Linked DNA regions of Pan troglodytes: region 1 is linked to region 2. Evidence: chromatin contacts called from public Hi-C data. All regions are on one chromosome and are shown on one strand. The core of a region is the stretch at or near the end of the contact, and the rest is flanking DNA. Distances in the headings are between cores, read along the strand shown.

Region 1 (2,700 bases), core at 72-2,571, 280 kb after region 2:
GATGAAATATGTAGAAAAATTAAATGTGAGGTGAAAGCAAGAGAAAACAGAAAGGTGAAGAGAGTCATTTTCTCTAAGCCTAATAACACATTCCTGCCCAGACTTCAGTCTTTGCACACTCAGTGTTTGTGTGTTGATTAACACTGTTGTAGTTTCATCTGTTATTACTTAACTGACATGTTGCTGCAAATTATAGCTAGAGCACAGTAGTGGGTTACAGATACAAGTAACATTTAAAATAATTTCTTTCCTTTATACCTTGAGGAATTGTGAACTCAACAGCAGGTTTTCCCTTTACTCTAAAAGCATCCATCCTGCTAACTGAGTAAAATAGCTGTTTTTCAGTTCATGCTGAGTTTTAAATGTAATGTATTATAAGGTGTTTATTCTCTCACCGATTAGATCCCATTAGCATTAATGGAAGTTGCCTGAACAAGTGCTCCATGAAGTAATGAAAATGTCATCTTAGTATGCTTTTTTGTGTAATGCTTTATTTCAGAGAAAATTCTTTTCTTAACCTCAGCTATTGTAGGTGCCACATCATTTGTTGTACTGTCAGATTTTTTAATAGTATTAACAAAATGAAATAGAAATAGTCATAAGAGCATAAAGATAAAGGAGAGTTGGGAAGAATAGATCAAAGCATGGATAATTTAGCAATCTCTTCCAAGTGCAGAGCCAATCTCACATGTAGCTGGAGTTAGAAGCTGCCTCTATAGAGGGATTTTAGGTTCGTTCAGCACTCATCATCTCACCACCCTGCCACCCCCACTCCACGCCATAACCAATAATTACAGGTTCTGCTTGCTCTAGTGCCTTTTTTTTTGGTTTTAAAACTGGAGTTAATTTTCTCTTCTTTTTTAAGGTTTGAATATCCCTAGAAGGACAGTGTATTTTCAAGATAGCTTAGTGAGGCATGCAGTGAATAGAATTATTATTTCTATTTTACCAATGGGGGAAAAAATGAGGTAGCACAACATTCAGCGGTAAGTCAGAAATTGACCAGAGATTGTTATCTCTTAGCCCAGTGATCAGAATAAAATGGTTAGAATTGCCCATCACCCCATTTCATATTTTGCTTTAAATAAAGAGACCCACAAGAAGTGGTCAAAGGAAAGATGCAGAATTAATCATGTTCAGTTGGCCAAATATCATTGCAGGCTGATATACCTGCAAATTTTTCTAAATAGTGCTTGACGTTATTTGATTCCATTTTATGTGAAGAAACAGGAAATGGTTTTACAAGCCAGCACTTTGTAGTCAACCACAGAAGGCTCAGGCTGTTTGTATTCACACATGCTCTTCTAGGTCTCCAGGGAGTCATTTCAGGATAAAACATGCCTTCATAGCTCCCTGCCTCTAGAGCAAGAACAGTTTGCCTTTATGTTTGTGGATCCTATCAGTTTGAGAGAGAACAAATTCTGAGGGAAGAGGCAAAGTAATATGTCACTTTCATATGGACTTTCCCAAATAAGCACATGAATGGAGTTGGAAAAGCAAGCCGGAAATAGCACTTCTCAAATGGAAATACCTCATTTTAAATGATCAAATTGGGGTGTTAGGATCAGCAGTGTACATTCTCCAAAGAGAAGATTGTGTTATGTTGAAAGTCCACAATGAAAGAGAAGTAAAGAATAAAGAGAATTTGCAACTATTTATTGTAGAGAACCAACCAATTGGCATTAAAGTTCAATATAGCCTCATGGCTTTCTTTTTCTATTCATTTAGAATTTTAAATAAACGTGCAGAGCTCTTTCTTTTTATACCATTTTCAAGAGAGATTCTCTGGGGAATAAAGGGAATAGAATAGTTACTTGAAAATATTTGAACAATTTAAGAAAAAAATGATTCCCACCATTTTAAGCATATAAAAATTCTCTACTTAAATAAAGTGCTATACAATTATAAGCCATTTCTTTCTATTAAAAGTAGTTTCCTAAGAACCCCTCATAGTGAGCAGCTCAACATATGGATATATAATTCACAAGTTTTCTTTGTTTGTTCATATTTGTTCAGTCATTGGTAAATAGTTATTGTGTACCTTCCTTGTGCCAGACAGTATCCTAGGTATTGGAGATATAATTTTGAATCATTCAAAGTGAGTGGAGAAAATTTGAGATTGCATTTCCACCTGGTAGCGACATTGTACCTCGGAGTCAGGGTTTTTCATGAAATGGAAATCATCACATTTTCTCAGTGCAGAGAAAGATATACTATTGCATTTGTTTTATTCCAACTTAGCTTTCATACTTAAAAAAAATTGTCACAAAATACTGTTGTAAAAGTCAAATGATTCCTTAATAGGTAAACCATGAGAGGTTCGGATTTATAGCATTCTTAACTTTCCTGCTATCAAACTGTGCCTATTTTTAAAAGTATAGCAATGTATGATAGCCACAGCCTGTAACCTGTGTATCTAGTCATTCATCCATCTAATATTCATGGGATGTTCATTTTGTGCCAGCCACTTGCTGTGCTCAGGAACTCAAGAAATGAAGATGAATGAGACAAAAGCCTTTGCCTCTAGTAGCCTCTGGAGTTATAGCACTTTCTGGAGGTCATCAGAAAAACCAGGAGACAGAATGCTAGTGCTTGTTGTTGCAATGCATTTCTCTTCTACCCTCAGGCATCAAGGCATCCCAGTTTGACAAAGAATACAGGAAACCTAATGGGAAATCAAATGAATATATCTGAGAAAAT
Region 2 (2,700 bases), core at 133-2,632:
ATCTCTACAGAAAATCCTGTACATGATAAGGATATTTTAAATTCTCTGGTTATTTTCTATACTCATTTTTTAGTTTATATATTTTCTTTGACGTATCCCATTTCAAATTTTCAAGGTTGACACATCATGCCTATAATCTCTAGGGCTTAAAAGTCAATTTCCGTAAAGTACAACACACAGTCCACTTATTTTACAAACCAAGGGCAGTCAAACCAAGCCATGAAAAGTAATTTTTAGGTAGAAATTAGGCTACTATTCTTCATCAATACAGATGAAGCCTCATTATTGCCAAAGATCTTAATTACTATGATGATGATGATTCAGTAATCTAGATTTAATTTTCAAAGGAATTTCAAAAGGAAACTCTCCACATCTCATCCCACAACTATCCAAATGCAGACTCAAGCCTAAGTAGTATATGTCACATAAACACAAAAAAGGTGGGTGGCAGCGAAGGGGTTTGGGGATGTTTATGTGATCTGACTCTCTGTTGGACCAGTTAATTTTGATCCTTCACCTTCCTAAAGCATCCAAACCTTAGGTGCAGATTTAACTTCTCGCCATCCACGCCATCTAGTGGCTTGTATGTGTTACGTTTGGTTTTAAGGATGATTCCTAATGACTCGGGGGCGGGGTACGCGAAAAACAAAAAGGTTGGTCGCGACAATTTTCCTGTGTCTCTCTACCTCAGTAACCCCTCATACGAACACCTTTAACTCTTTTAACTATTTTAAATATGCGCAGTGATGCGCAGAGAGGATGAAGGGGACGCAAACTTTCAGAGACGCACGCCCCTTGACGATGACATTTAGAAAAGGGCTCCACATCCCTGTTATTCGTAAAGGACGGGAAAAGGAGTTGTGTCAAGACCTCGATCGAGGAGAGTCTCTGATTTTTTGGCAAGTTGGACAGATGGCATATCAATCCCTGCAACGTTAACAATCTGGTTTTGAAAATAAATAAAAAGAGAAAGAGGAAATGCACTTAAAAATTCCGCGTCGGGGCTTTGCGGGTCTTGCCTTCCAGTCGCCCCCAGAAGACAACCAATTCCTGCGCATTCCGCTCCGCTCACCCTCCTTCCCAGCTTCTCTCGCTCTCTTTCCCCCTATTTTCCCACGCTCGCCTTGAACCGGGACTCGGGAGGCAGCAGCAAGGCACGGGTCCCCTTTCTCCTCTCCTCCACCAAACCACCGCAGCCCAGCGCGTGAAGCTTCCCTTTGTTCATCCGAGGCTCGCTTTCCTCCCCAGCAGATCCACCTGGATGCTCTCCCTCGGTGACATTTTGCGCCGGGGTTGGTGGGTGGCTGGGGTGGAGCGAGAGGAGCCCGAGGGGGCGGGGGCGGAGAAAGGTCAAGCCGAGGGAAAGGCAGGAGACGCCTTTCCTAACCTGCGTGGCGGGGCGTGCGCGCGGTTATTTATTTATTTTCTCCTTATTTATTGATCGCACTAGCAGAGCAGCGCGGGGAGCCCGGGGAGATGCAGGACCACCCACTGGCGGGGAAGCAGCTAGCAGCCCTCCCGCGCCCCCGCGCTGCCGAGCGCCTTCTGCCTCCGCGCTCGGACGAGAGCCCGTGCCGGCCCCGGCCCCGGCCCCACCGCGCCAACGCCGCCCGCCCGGCCGCCCCGCAGCCCCGCCGCCCCGCAGCCCCGCACCGCGCTGGCCAGGCTCCCGCGACAGTGGCCCCGCAGTAAGTTGGCAGGAGCGAGTCCCCTCCGTTCTCGCCTCCCCCGCACCTTTTGAACTTGTTGCTGCTGCTCTGCTCGCCTGCGCCTGGCTTTTGGAAGGTGAAAAGGAGGAGGGAGGCACGGAGGGATGGGGGAAGGGGAAGAAGAGCTCGCTTGAGCTTTATTTATGCTCTCTCGGCGCATCGGATTCGGCTGCTCGCGAGCTGCTTTCTCTCCTCTTCCCTTTCCGGGTGCACGGCGAGGAGAAAGTCTCTATGCAACTAAGCCCCGGCGCGCACTTGGCCAGGTATGTACCGCGGGCGCGGCGCGTTCTGCGCGGAAGCAGATGCTGCTGCCGCTACGGCGGCGGCGGCTGCCAGCTCCTGAGCTCTGTAACTGTCACACTGCACCTGAGCTGAACTTGAAAAGAGAGTGAAGGGGCGATTGGGCGAACGCTTTTGGCAGACACAGAGGGTGTTTGTAGACGTGGGGGAGGAGGATTTCTATTAACGCCCCCCACCGTAACCACTGCACATCACCTCCATCTCTGCAAATACAGCCCGAGGAGTAGAGGCAGCAGCAGCTGGACCCCCAAAGAGAGACGTGGGGCAGCGGCTGTGACCGCATCTCCTGAGCTACAACAACAGGTCGCCTTTTTGAGACTCCTTTGGCGGGAAGGGCTACTTGGAAAGGAAGGTTTGAAAGAGTGAGAAGGGTAGGTGTAAGGGTTCCCTAATTCGTCGAAAGAATTCTATTGGGTGACTCTCATTCGTCTTCTCTATCCTACACTCCACGTACTGACCCCATATTATCCAGACTGTGCCGGGGAGAAATCAAAAACACCTGTTTGAAGAAACGGCTGCACCTGTGTGCTTATTTGTGCCAGAGGGTGGCCTAGCCCACCTGCAGGAAGAGATTTGGCTGGGTTCTGTTGAGGGTGATTGTTAGGACGTTGTATTTTGTTGCCATTATTCCAAATACCTGTCTTGGAGGGAAACTTGCCCTTCTGAGAACTGTGACTTTACCAGGAGCCCT

Evidence for each region. A called contact is a pair of places that touch in the nucleus more often than the background predicts.
Region 1: a contact with region 2 is called in a Hi-C map of induced pluripotent stem cells, with 2.9 times the contacts expected there. The contact joins the enhancer-like site here to the promoter of KCND2 in region 2. A contact is called at or near these places in 2 of 7 Hi-C or Micro-C datasets (both in induced pluripotent stem cells) and 1 of 1 datasets of contacts at active chromatin or transcription factors (stem cell-derived excitatory neurons).

What each region holds. Positions count from the first base shown.
Region 1 is chr6:135,962,565-135,965,264 of NHGRI_mPanTro3-v2.0_pri, forward strand. The region is part of intron 1 of KCND2 (potassium voltage-gated channel subfamily D member 2); the gene reads left to right. Among named protein-coding and RNA genes, the nearest start is that of KCND2, 280 kb to the left of the region's middle. Within about 2 kb of position 1,322, at least 3 of the 24 cell types and tissues checked have an H3K27ac peak or open chromatin away from gene starts, as enhancers often do. A contact at or near this core is called in induced pluripotent stem cells, where this site is marked.
Region 2 is chr6:135,685,375-135,688,074 of NHGRI_mPanTro3-v2.0_pri, forward strand. It overlaps KCND2 (potassium voltage-gated channel subfamily D member 2), which reads left to right and starts at 1,383. Exons shown (of 6, transcript XM_001141749.4): 1 at 1,383-2,700.